2 separate regions of the Mus musculus genome follow, and region 2 is linked to region 1. Evidence: chromatin contacts called from public Hi-C data. All regions are on one chromosome and are shown on one strand. The core of a region is the stretch at or near the end of the contact, and the rest is flanking DNA. Distances in the headings are between cores, read along the strand shown. Region 1 overlaps Gm34751 (a long non-coding RNA gene). Region 2 has its middle 28 kb from the start of Gm34846.

Region 1 (6,321 bases), core at 2,274-4,773:
GTGAACCCTGAAGACGTCAATCAGTTATCCCAGGAACGGTTTAGGAATTGGATCAAGAAGTGCAATCTAGAACAGAGTGCCTAGCCACTGCTGCTCACTGCCTGGCATGACCAAATCACCTTCTGGGACAGGGACCCCCCTATGTGACCCCGGTGGCCACAGAGAGACAAGCCTGGTGCATTTGACTGTTAATGTGCTAGGACGCCAGGTGGGAGAGGTCCCTCTTGCTTCACTCCAGCCATCCAGTTCTCACCCTGCATCCCCTCCTCCCTTGTATCCAGGCAGCCCCGGCGCAGCTGGAGGCAGCCCCTGGGAACCACCAGCGGCTTTATGATGTGCAGATGGTGTTTCCGCCAAGCCCCTTGCTTTTCATGTCGGTGGCCTCTGGGAGCCGTGCCAGCCCAGATGTCCCTGATCGTGAGAAAGCCTCCCCTGGCTAGGCTGGCATGAGATGCCAGGGATGGGGCTCCAGGCCAGCTCCCTCGGCTTGATTCTCCAGTGAGAGGACTTGGCCGGGAGCCCAAGAGGAGCGTGATCCTGGGTCACCTGTGTCCCAGTGTGGATTAGGGTGGCGTATCTCTCTGAGCTCACATAGATGATGTACACCCAGCTTCTCGGAGTATGAGGGATGAGAGGTGAGGAATGAGGGATGGATTGCTTTCCCCCATACATGTTTACCTGGCTGTGTCAAGTTATCTCTGAGTACAGGCTACTTCCATCATCAGAGGGAGTGTCCTCCTGTGATAGGAGCAGTTCTACCCCATAGTGAGAGACTGGGCCAGAGTCAGGAGCTATGTCTTCCCCACCAGGCCACAAGTTGGCACTAGCAAGGATGAAGCTGTTGTCTGCTGTCAGACTGCAACTTCCTCTAATCTGGAAAATGGGACACTTCCAGCAAATCAGAGTTTTCTTCCTTCCTTCCTTCCTTCCTTCCTTCCTTCCTTCCTTCCTTCCTTCCTTCCTTCCTTCCTTCCTTCCCTCCCTCCCTCCCTCCCTCCCTCCCTCCCTCCCTCCCTCCCTCCCTCTCTTCCTTCCTTTTTCTCTTTTTCTTTTTAAAATTAAAAGCATTTCAGCCTTGGGTCTAATCAAAGCAAGAACCTTTGGCTCATCTTTAAAATGTTATACTGGGTATTGCACACCAGGCAAATACCCTATTCTTGTGCTACAGTCCCAGTCCCATGATTATCAGGTTTCAAAATTGAGAATGATGTGCCTGTCTCTTCCATCACAATTAAATACTCCCCAGGGGTGGATTGAGCATTGTCTGAACCAGATCAAGAGCCTCAAAGAGTGGATAGTGGTCCCTCTCTGTCTTCTCAAGAGAGAGATGAACACTTCTGTTCCTGAAGGATGCTGTTTTAGATTGGCTATAAAGTGTCCTCCCCGAAGACTTATCGTTAAAGGCTTGGTCCCCAGTTGCTGCTGATGCTGACAGATGTCTGGGTTGTAAGAATATTCTCAATGGCTATTCCATGTAATAGTGCATAGCTAACTGGTAGATGTAGCCTGGCCGGAGGAAGTGATCACTGAGAAATCTTTGAAGAGTGCTCCTTGTTCTGGTCCTTCTCTTGTTCTCTGCCTCCAATCTGCCATTAGACGCACAGTTGCCCACTATAGCCTTCTGCTGGGATACTCTACTCAGCCAAAAATCCATGGAGCCAACCATAAATTGAAACTTCTGAAACTAAGCAAAACAAATGTGTCCACCCCAACCCCTGCCCCAGGTTTTTCACTCAGACATTTTGTAACAGCGATGCAAACTGAAAACCGTATGTTTAGCTCAGGGAGAAGTCTGCTGACCACCCAAGGGGGTGGAAAGTTCAGCTGTGAACACTTCTGTGCGTCCACAAAGAAAACTATGGCATCTATCTACCCTCAGATGCTAGCCACAGAAAAGATGCCTAAAGGATAGCATACTCTGTGGGATGCCAAGATAGGTCATCATCTTTCAAAGCAGGGACACAGGTCCTGGTCCCAGGCCCTGGAGACAACTTGTCTATCCTGTCTCTCTTTGCTCTGGTCAGATACACCATCAGGGAGTGCAAAGGAAGACTTTTGCCAAGCTTCTTAGAAAGCATGGGGATGTGGGGACAGTGCCAGTCACAGCAGGTGCTGGGGTGGGATGAAAAGGAACCGCTAAGGGGTGGCTGGGCAGGGGGGCACAGTCTGTACCGAGATCTGCTGTGTAACCCAGCTCTGACTAAGAGCTCAGAGCTCAGCGCTCAGGAGGAGCTCAGGCTGATGGACCACTGATGAAGTGACTACGTGAGTGAATGAAGACCTGGGTGCAGGCCATGTTCGACATTTTGTGGGATCTTTTCTCTTTTACCCTTCTGCACTCCCCTTTCTTTTACCATTTCACCCCCTAATGCTAGATAGGAGAGAAAACAAGACAGAAGGGAAAGTGGTGATGTTATCATTAAACTACTTGCTGCTGATTAGGGGCATCGAGTTCCTTGGGATAAGTTTGATCTTTGCAGTCAGGATATCTAATTTCTTTTTTCTTCTTTGTTCACAACCATGGCTTAACAAACCATGGTAACAACAACCAACAGTTACCAACCAACAACCCACTCTGTCCCACGGGGCCCTAGCATTTATAGACCCTCTGAGAAGTCCCCAGAATTCCATATGTTACACAGTCACAGAAACTATCTGCTGCCAGTAAAATCACGCCCCTGCTAGAGCACGAGGCAAATCATAGTCAGCTGCTGTGGGCAGTCTGAAGCAGCCCCATATCCCACACCTGGGATTAAAATGAAAACATATTCTTATAATACTTCTGTGGTTTTTTTTTTTAAACCAAACTTCCAAAATCGTCACTGCACCTGGCCCTGTTGTTAAGGGATTCACATTCTATCAAGGAAGGAGTGGAGTTAATATCCCTTGAGACCTACTATGTGTTAGTTACCATTGAAGGCTTTTTTCCACATACACTACTTTATTTTATTGACATGTATGAATGTTTTATCTACATGTATATCTGGGTACCCAGTGCCTACTGAAGCCTGCTGAAGAAAAGGGCATTCAATCTTCTGTAACCAGAGTTGATAGGCAGTTATAAGCCACAATGTGAGTTGGTGGGAACTGATCCCAGGTCCTCTGCGAGGTCTTTGCCCACTGTGTCATCCCCCTGACCCACATTACCTTACTGAATCTCCAAAACAAGCCGGGAGGATACATTTTTTTTTCCACTCACAAATGAGGATCAGAGGGGCAAAGTGACCTGCCCAAATGTCACAGCTGATGGATAGGGAAGCTGGCATCTGGTCTAAGCCTTTATGACTTCAGGCATGCATACTTTTTCTGAACAAGATATTATAGTCTTTATTTCAGAGGCACCCAAGAGAGATGGAGATGTGACATGTGAGCCACGGGCAACGGAGGTTCAGAAGGGCTTCAGAGGAGAATCATCAGTGATGGGTTTTAAAGGATGACTAGAAGTCTATCAGACAATGAAGGTGTGGAAACCAGTAAAGGAGGGTGAATGACAGAGTTGGAAGGTTCCCCGCAGGAACTGGTGGGCTGGGAGCCGCCTCTGCCTGTGCACTCAGCCCTGCAGCCCCCTCAGGGGAGAAGACTCTCCTCTCACTCTGGGAGGAAACAGATAGAACCCTAATCTCAGGCCAGGAAATCTGTTGTGAGCCCCTCCCGACACCCCATGCCAAGCCAGCTGTGTTCTGAGAGGAAGGAAGGGTGGTGTGGGCCACCTGGGATGAGCGCTTCCTCTGAAATAGACAAGGCAGTGGGGAGGGCTGATACTGGCAGTACATTTGTCCGGGGCAGGCAAGTTGTCTGGAGGGCCCATGTGTGTGATAGGACCCTTGCCCCTGCCCTGAAAGCAGAAGTGGCTTGTCACGCCTCCCGCTGATGAACTCTGGGTGTCTTTTCTGTGCCTGGAATTTGAGGACAGCTTGGCATCACTTTTGTTTGTGTGGATGTGCACAGTAGGGCTTCAGTAGATCCTTGGAGGTGGAGCAGTGGTCAAATTTCACGAATTGGCAATTTTGCCGAAACGCGGCAGACTGCAATTCATTTCTTATCCGGTTCGTCAGCCCGATTGGAACCCCGGGTTTAAGGGGATTAGGAGGAAGGGTTGGAGGCCTCCAGCCATCCTACCTTCTAAGTTGTGCACGCGTTTGGTTAGCAAGGCCTTAAAATAAAGGCAGGGGTTGAATTGGGTGCCTTGTGTGGAGACGAAGCTGAACTAGTCACGGTGGTCAGGTGGCGGGAATGGAGGGCCAGCTGTTCTGCTCCCCACACTCCACTTGAGCCCCTTAATAGTGCTTGCTGAGCCCCCTTACCATTCTTTTCTTCCCATTCCAGCCCGTGCATCTTCTTACTAGGAGAAGTTGCATGGGTGGTGGGGATGTGGGGTGTCACCCTAAGCCCTTGGGCTGAAGCTCAGTCTATTCAGTTGGTGTTTGTGTTGCCCTCTCCAGACTGCTGTCCAAGGCAGTTTGTTCATTTGCTTTTTGTTGTTGTTGTTGTTTTTTGTTTTTTGTTTTTTGTTTTTTTTTTTGAGAGCCGGTCTTTTGTAGTCCAAGATTGCTGTGTAGTTGGGAGGGACCTTGAACCATTGATTCTTCTAACTCCACCCCTGAAGCACTGGGCTCACAGGTATAAGCCACCCCATTAGCTCAACAGAACATTCTTGGTTCAAGACTGGGAGCTGTAGGCTCAACACTGCCACCTAACAGAATGTAAGGGTCCGATCATGACAGCAGTTTCTCCAATGAAGGAGCCCAGGCTCACGCACACAGTGAGCCAAATTCCAGCCATGGTGGGTGTTATTAGAGGTCAGTAGTAACTTGCTGGGCTCAGTTGGCTGAGATTGTCTGGTGGGACCTAGCCTGGAAGCACCTGCCCAGCCAGGATTGTCACTGACAACAGTGTCATGGCACCACTAACAGGCTGTCAGCTGCAACCAGGGTAAGGCCTTTCCATCTCTTGCCCTCTCCACATGCATCCCCGTATCAGCTTCCCACGGGGGCTCTACTTCCACCAGCATCCGGTGCTCTTCCTGAGGGAACACGGGAACACACAGGTGAGGCAGAGTCCCAGTGATTGAACCCTCTACATTCAATTGTTGAGTGACCCAAAGCCACCTCCGGTGGCCATCAGTCCGTCTCTCAGCCCCCACCAGTTCCAGCCAGTCCTCTCTCTCGGCAAGCTTCAGCCTGGAAGGCTCTATCCACTCCAGTCAGGCCTGCCTGAGGTTATCTAGGTGTTCTGGTGACTTCTGAGGGCCTCGCATGAAAGATAACGCCCAAATCAACAAATCTGCCATTGTGGCTTTGAAGAGACTGTTTCAATCACTTTATTTTGTCTTTATGTCAGGTTTGCCAGATGGCGCGGGTCTTTCTGAGGTCCTGTTCCGAGGGGGCGCAGGCAGCGCTGGTGCAGCTTCAAAGCTCCTTTTTAATCTTTAGCAACATCACAGCGGCGGGAAACTGCCTCGGCTCCCTCAAGTCTCTCCCACAAAAGAGGCGCGGCCCAGGCTCTAATGAAAGCCAGATAAAGGGATGGCTGGAATCAGAAACAGAGGGAAAAGAGCAGTCGTTAGTCTTTCTTGTAGCTGTTTCAAAAGAAATTCTAAGACAAATTATGGCTTTGGGTGTTTTTCTAAAGGACTGAAGCAGGGAGAGGCGCCGGGGGAGGAAGCTTTGACCCCTCAGCACCCTTCCCTCGCATGAAAGGCAGAGGAGACTGAAGAAAGGCCGAAATACAACAATAAACTTTCCGCGTGTGTGCGTGGGGATGAAAGGCGCGTGGCATAATTAGGGGCGCGGGCTTGGGGCGGGCGGCCGGCCTTACCTTGCCGCCAGCGCTATTAATGAAGAGGCTGTCTTCTTTTTTCTCTGGAAGGGGCGCCTTTGGTTTTCGGGAACAGGGTGGGGTACCAGGCAACGTGACTGACATTGGATGCAGGCTAGGAATAATGTGCCTTGTGCCACTCTGCCACATAAGGGGCCCACGTGCTCCCTGGGGACTGCCAATACCCTGTCACAGGTGAGCCCAATGTGGATGTCTCAGTTTCTGCTGCCTTTAAGGTTTCAAGGCCCTTGTATAGAGTTCCCTGGGCAGAACTGTTAGTCCTGCAACCCCAGCCTTCTCTCTTGTTCTTGGGAAGGGGGAGAAAGAGAGAAAAGCCATTAGTTTTAGTTACTTGCTGTCTATCTGGGTTATGCAGTGTTCTTGTTGTTTGTTTGTTTTGTTGCTTTGTTTTAAAATTTTATTTATTTATTCACTCATTTAACATGTATAGATGTTTTGCCTGTGTATATGTCTGTACACCATCTACATGCAGTACCTGGAAGA
Region 2 (6,321 bases), core at 1,059-3,558, 70 kb after region 1:
ATACATACACGTGCAACTTGTGCATGCCTGGTGCCCATAGAGGTCAGAAGAGAGCATTGATCCCCTGGGACTGGAGTTACAAATGGTTGTGAACCTCTCTGTGGGGCCTGGGTCCTCGGCAGAGCCGTTGGTGCTCTTGACTGCTGAGCCATCTCCTGAGCCCTTTCTTCACATTTGCCTGCAGAACTTGGCCTGGTTTGGGGCAATGTGGATGTTTCTGTGCCCAAGGATATTGCCTTTGTGGAGGGAATGAAGGGTTTGGGGCATGTGCCTGTGGGCAGGTTCTAGTAACCGCTTCACTCTGTATGGGAGAGAGACAGAAGCCTTTTAGTGGTGTCAACACCTTAAACCCAGGGTCAATGCTTAAGCACTGGGTGATCCTGCCACTCAGTCCTTGTCCCTAGGGTTCTCTGTGCTGGAAGAGCTTCGAGCTCCCTCAGGCCAACCCGGTCAGACCACACACTGCATAGATTGCTGGATCCATACCCCCTCAGACCACACACTGCATAGATTGCTCGATCCATTAAGTTTCGTTTTTCCGAACTGGTTTTTCAAAGCCACGGCACTTGTTTTCCAACAGACCTTTAAGCGAGGATCCAATTGGTGCCAACTCAGGGGACAGGTGGCCAGGCTACTGGCCCTCTGGCAGGCTCTGCTTTTCAGGCCTTTTGAAGAACAGATCAAACACTCCTGCAAACCAGTTCACCCCTCTATTCCACAGGCAAGGGAAACTGAGCATGTGAGAGGGGCTTAGCTTGCCCCTTCATCACACAGCAAGCGGGTTGGTAAAGCTGGGACCCGAGTCCAGGCAAATGAGACTGGGCCTAGCACCCTTGGCCACCTTGGTCTTCTCCATGCTTATCCTACTTCCAGGCTGAGGCCCTGCCTCTCTTGCCTTGCCTGGAGCTGGGGCGGGTTTCTTTCCAGAACTGTCTTCGGAACCAGCCTTCCTCAGCTGTTGGCTGCTCCTACCTCTCTCGTCCCTTTGTGGCTTCAGGGTCAGAACCCTGACTGGATGGGCAGCTCCCATACAGGTTATCCAGGCTGCAGGCCTGATGTACATCCTGGCCTTGGCTGGGTTCCTTTTTCTTTGTTCTGTATTCTTGACTGTGATCATACAGCGGCAGCTGTGCCAGCTCTGGAGCCAGCTCTAGACAGTGGGGCTGCTGAGGCTCTCTTCCTGCAAGCTGGACACCACTCCTCCCACGTGGCAGGTGACAGACAAGGCCATGAGTAGGCCGCAGGGTAGAAGTTGAATCCTGTTCAGGCTGAACTCCAGTGGTAACGTGACAAGGTTGCAGCTGTCTGCCATCTCCCTCTCTTGCCCTGGTCTCTGAGCCTTCTGAGGAGAGAGACTGCCCTGTGATCTTCTTTTTCCTGGAGCTCGGGATGGCACTAAGTTCCTCAGTGCAGACTCTCCTATTCGGTATGGGCAGTTATGACTTCACCCCCACATTCCACTCCCTGAAGGATCTGACCCTACGATGCTGCTGTATGCCTGTGAGAAGGACCAGAACTCAAGGCAAATGCCATGTAATATCCTGTTAAATGTATCAGTAACTGCCTATGTGGCTCTGGGCAAGCTACTTACCTTCCCTGAGCCTCCCTCCATCTCCTCCCTCAGATGAAGAACACTGAGTCAACTCAGACACTGGATCCAGTGGGAGCCAGTAGCATCTAATTGTTACTAAGGATAGCATTACGGCTACACTACTGTTATCCCTGCAAACTGTGCTCAGAGACAGCCTATGAATGCCCAGTTTTCTGCGCTCTCTCTTTCTGGGACATCTTCTCCTGGTGATTGGGTGAGCCACTGGCACCTTAATGCCTCTAGGGCTTCCCTGAAATGCCGGACATGAATCAAGCACACACTCAATCCTGCCCAGCCTTGCTGTGGGGCCCAAGGCAAGTAGCTGACTATTCTCAGGTCTCTGTTTCCTTTTCTATAGAACCGAGATGGTTTGGGGTTGGAGAGGAGGGAAAAGTACTGGTTGCTCTTGCACAGGGCCAGCACCCACAAGGGGGGCGGGGGTGGGGGGGCTCACAACCATCTGCCTCTGACATCCTCACCCAGTTTCAGGATCCAACCTCCTCTTCCAACCTCCTTGGGCACCAGGCACCCAGGTGGCACCTGTATACACATGCAGGCAAAACACTCCATCTTAAAAAAAAATCTAGAAAAACTCTGAGTTGCCTGCTCTAGTTAGCATCCTACTTAGGCCAGTCTCAGAACACAGTTACCAGAAGAACTTGCCTCTCTGAGCTGAGGTACTCATCTGCTTCTCAGAACCCAGAGCTACCCAGGCTCCTAGCAGGTTGCACCCTGTAGGCTGCACCTGCTTGCTCAGCTGAGATGCTGAACGAAAGGGGCCACTTCAAAATGCATCGTAAATTGTGGTCAGGGAGGGAGAAAAAGAGGAAGCAGGGAGGGTAAGAGGGAGAGAGAGAGAGAGCGAGCCGAGCAAGTGAGCGAGCAAGCGAGCCCCCACTTCAAGGCCTGCTCCCTCCCTAGCGGGAGACCTGTGTATGTGAGGATGAAGGCAAACTTGGGACTGGCAAAGCTGGCCTTCTGATGGAGCGTGTGGTGCCCACTTTGAACGTGTGGCCTTTGTACCTGCCTATTCAGGGCGGCCTCAGGACGCTGGGGGGCAGGCACGCAGGGGAGGACAATGACGGACTCGTGCTTTGCGTTCTCTTTGAAGTGGTTCTGCCCTGGCCCCCTGCGGGCTCCAAAAAGAATGCTTTTGTTGCCCGCTCCAAAGATGCCGTAAGATTCTGGGGGAAAGTAACCGGAGGGGATCTACCCGATTAAAACAAAATTAAAGATAAGAAACAAATCAAGCCAGCCGTGCGGGGGCTGGCGGCAGCTTTGAACAACCGGTAGAAGGGACACTCTGTGATCCAACCCTTTCTTTCCCTGGGGAAGTGACCGGCTTGGGGGAGGGGAGGGGAGGGGGCTGTCCTCAGTGGAAGCAGAAGCCTGGAAGCCAGAAGGGGAAATCGGGGCCCTCTGGGGTCTCCTAGGAGGGACACCAAAGGGAGAGTGACTGCTAGGACTCTAAAATCAAAGTCCACTCTAGTGCTAGCGTCTGGGCAGAAAAATGCCGGAGGCAAAATCAAAATAGCTACTGTTTACAGAGTTAGGTGCCAGGGGTGGGGCCCAGTGCTGGCTCCAGCGACTGAGTGAGGAGTTTAAAGTCTTCACCGCTGTGAAATGAATATGCGTGTTCAAAAGCCTTTACATGCCCCATTCTACCGCTGCAGAAGTTGAGGCTCAGAAAGGGGCGCCACCTCCCAGACACACACACAGAGCTGGAAAGTGGTGAAGTCACATTTGAGAAGTAATGTAGGGCCTCGGTTTTGAGAAGAAAAGCCCCCCCTCCCCCCCGTTTTGATCAAAATGGAGTTCTCCTTACATTCTATTCCCTGGACTGCCGGAGGGGGCGCTTTCCAGGCTGTTCCAAGAAGTGTGTGTTAGGATGGTGGGTGGTCAAAGGAGAGATTTTTAGATTGGCAGTGGGTGGGCGATACTACTCCTAGTCCAGACTCCTTCTCCCTCTTGTGTTTCCCTTTTTGAAAGATCCTGATGCCCATTCCAGGCTGGCCTCGAGTTGGTGACCCTCCCACCTCGACTTCCTTAGTGTTGGGATTGCAGGTGTGTGTGTTCACAATGGGTTCTCTCAGATCCTCTCATCAGTTCTGAACACCCAGTTCCACTTCCCGAGCTGCTAAGAGTCAGCACAGGCCAGCCACGGCTGGATCTCACGTAGCCCCACTTGTCCACACTGCAGTCTGAGGGCCTCTCTGACTCCAGCCCAGTTCCCCTCCTTCATCCAGTATGGGGACAAGTGGCTCTCCAGAGAGCCTGAAGGATCATCAGGTTCTGCCACACATCTTCCATGTCTAGGCTCACACTGGAATGTTCCTGCCCTTTCCAGGGTCTTCCCCATTTTCTAGCCGGTCTCTGCTGGGAGCACAAGCCGATGGTGTCTTTGAGCTCTCTCACTTTAGCCTGTGTGCCTGGGGTTCAGACCTAAGACAACCGCATTCAAATGAACATCCTGTGCTAAAGAGGCTTGGCTCTATCTGGTGTGGCATTTGGCTCTCCAGATGGAGGAATGAGTGTCCAGCGTGGCGGAGAATATTCAGGAAGCTCTGTTCTTCCTCTGCCTTCCATGGTCCCTCCCTGCCCTACCACTGAACTTTTGCTGGTAAGGGGCTCAGCCAGGGACCCAAATCAGGCATCTTCTCACCCTCTACAACTCTTACGACCCACAACCCATTTCCTAGCACCTCATCTCCCAGATTCCTTCCCGACATCCCACACATTGACCAAGGAACCAGGCTACTACATCAGGAACTCTGTAAGCTGGCAGGAAGCAGTGGACAGAGAGGAAGTGAATAAGGCCCTGTAAAGTCTGTGGCCCCAGGGTCCTGTGCTTTGTCTAGCTGTCTGTCTGCCACACATGTGGGTAACTAGCCCTTTTCAGGTTCTAGCCACCTGTCATCTGCGGAATACATCTGTGGCCTGCCTCAGCAAGTGGAAGCCCATAGAAGCTTACTGAGTTGGGTAGAAACCAGCAGAAGGTTGGAAGCCAGGAGGGCAACCCAGGCTAGGTGATGAAGCTTTGGTTCCTAAGGGCAGAGGGCTCCACAGGGAACTGAGGGTCTGCTACCCCTGCTTGCTGTTAGTCTAGGCTGGGTTTTACAAATGACTCTTTAAAAACATTAAAAACAGTTTTGGGCTTCTTTATTTAGTTTATGAATATGGATGTTTTACCAGCATGTATGTCTGTTTACCATGGTGCCTGCAGAGGTCAGAATAAAGTGTCAGATATCCTGGAATTGGAGTTACAGATGGTTGTGAGCCATCATGTTGGTGCCGAGGCTCAAACCCAAGTCCTCTACAAGAGCAACAAGTGTTCTAAACTGCTGAGCCATCTGTCCAGCTCACGGTAGACTCTTAGACTCTTCTCACAACCCAGCAGGATAGATTTGTTTTGTTTTGTTTTGTTTGTTTGTTTGGGTTTTGTTTTTTTTCTACAAAGGGTTTCACTGTGTAGCCCTGGCTGTCCTGGAACTTCAGGACAGATTTTTGAGATGAGAAAATGGAGGCTCACAGAAGCTTCGAGAGGTAACCAGCAGCTAACTAGTAGGCTCCAAGTGGAGCTACCAGTCTGTGGGATCACAGAGACCTTGCAAAGTAATAAGTCACTACCATTTAAAGGGGAATCTTTTGAGTGGGGTGATGCAGGATGAGTAGGCGTATGTCCAGGGCAGAGGGAGGGCTAAGTCTTGGAGAGAAAAGGTAAGAGGGGAGGCGCTGACTTGACTGAGGATGGGGGACTGAGGGAAAAGAACTGGGGAACAGGATGCGGCTCAGAGTGGTTTATGGAGAAATGGATGTCTGGCAGGGCTTCTGGGGGTAGGGGGGCACAGCGGGCAAAGGCTTGTGAACCGAATGAGCCAGGTTTCCCGAGCTTAGCAGAGCGCTCGGCACGCACCAGCACTGGGTACCAGCGTGAGCAGCTCGGGGCGCCACGGCGAGCGCGAAGTCTGCAAGTGGCGTCGCCAGGGCACCGCGGTCCCCGCCCACCGCCGGCGCACTAACCCGGAGCAGATGGCCGGCGGCCCGCTCGCCTCCCGCCGCCGCGCCGCGCTTTGAAGTGGCCGCTGCCGCCCTGGGCCGCCGGAGCCCCGCGGGCCGAGGCTGCGCGTGTTTACCCAGGTGCTCGGCCGGCCGGGGCCTCGGCCGGTCCGCGTAGGGCAGCTGGGCTGCAGAGCCACTGAGCAAGCCACCGCTCCGCCGGCGCCACCGGGCTTCCCGCTGCAGCGACCGAACAAACGCAGGCTTATAAAGGCCAAGGCTTCGTCCAAGGCTCGCCGGCCACCTGGCTCGGGACCCCTTTCCCGTCTGCCTTGCCCCTCCTACTGGGCGGCTTTCCCTTGGCGCTGGCACACCGCTCCCCTCCCCACTCCGATTAAGGCGCCTGGCACCTCCCCCTGCGCCGCAGGACAAGGACGGTTCTTGTCGGCGTTTATTACATGCGGCTGTCACGGCTTGAGCAGTGCTCCGTGTGCACAGGGCCCTGCGCCATGGGTGTACCCATCGTTGTCCTCCTTTTAGAGAGGACAAGAAGCTTGCCTAAGGCTATAGCTGGTAAAACCAGAGCCAGAGTTTGAATCCAAGGCTAGTTGGGGCCAGAGTTTCCGCTAGGCAGACATGATTCTGCCCCACCCCTGCTGAAGAGCCCTCCAGCCCCACCCCACCCCGGCTCCAGGCTTTCCCATGAGCAATACCAAGGATGCTCAGTGGTCTCT

The links. Hi-C and Micro-C count contacts between places; a contact is called where the count stands out from the background.
Region 2: a Hi-C map of pre-pro-B cells shows a contact between it and region 1, with 4 times the contacts expected there. The contact joins two enhancer-like sites. A contact is called at or near these places in 13 of 484 Hi-C or Micro-C datasets (DN3 thymocytes, the HPC-7 cell line, LSK cells and 10 more), 2 of 115 datasets of contacts at active chromatin or transcription factors (embryonic hindbrain and embryonic stem cells) and 1 of 9 other capture datasets (embryonic stem cells).

What each region holds. Positions count from the first base shown.
Region 1 is chr8:88,377,023-88,383,343 of GRCm38.p6, forward strand. Gm34751 (a long non-coding RNA gene) reads right to left here. Exons shown (of 4, transcript XR_879055.3): 4 at 4,568-5,529. Among named protein-coding and RNA genes, the nearest start is that of Gm34751, 8.8 kb to the right of the region's middle. Within about 2 kb of position 3,524, at least 32 of the 459 cell types and tissues checked have an H3K27ac peak or open chromatin away from gene starts, as enhancers often do. A contact at or near this core is called in DN3 thymocytes and pre-pro-B cells, where this site is marked.
Region 2 is chr8:88,448,578-88,454,898 of GRCm38.p6, forward strand. No RefSeq gene overlaps it. Among named protein-coding and RNA genes, the nearest start is that of Gm34846, 28 kb to the right of the region's middle. Within about 2 kb of position 2,309, at least 36 of the 459 cell types and tissues checked have an H3K27ac peak or open chromatin away from gene starts, as enhancers often do. A contact at or near this core is called in DN3 thymocytes and pre-pro-B cells, where this site is marked.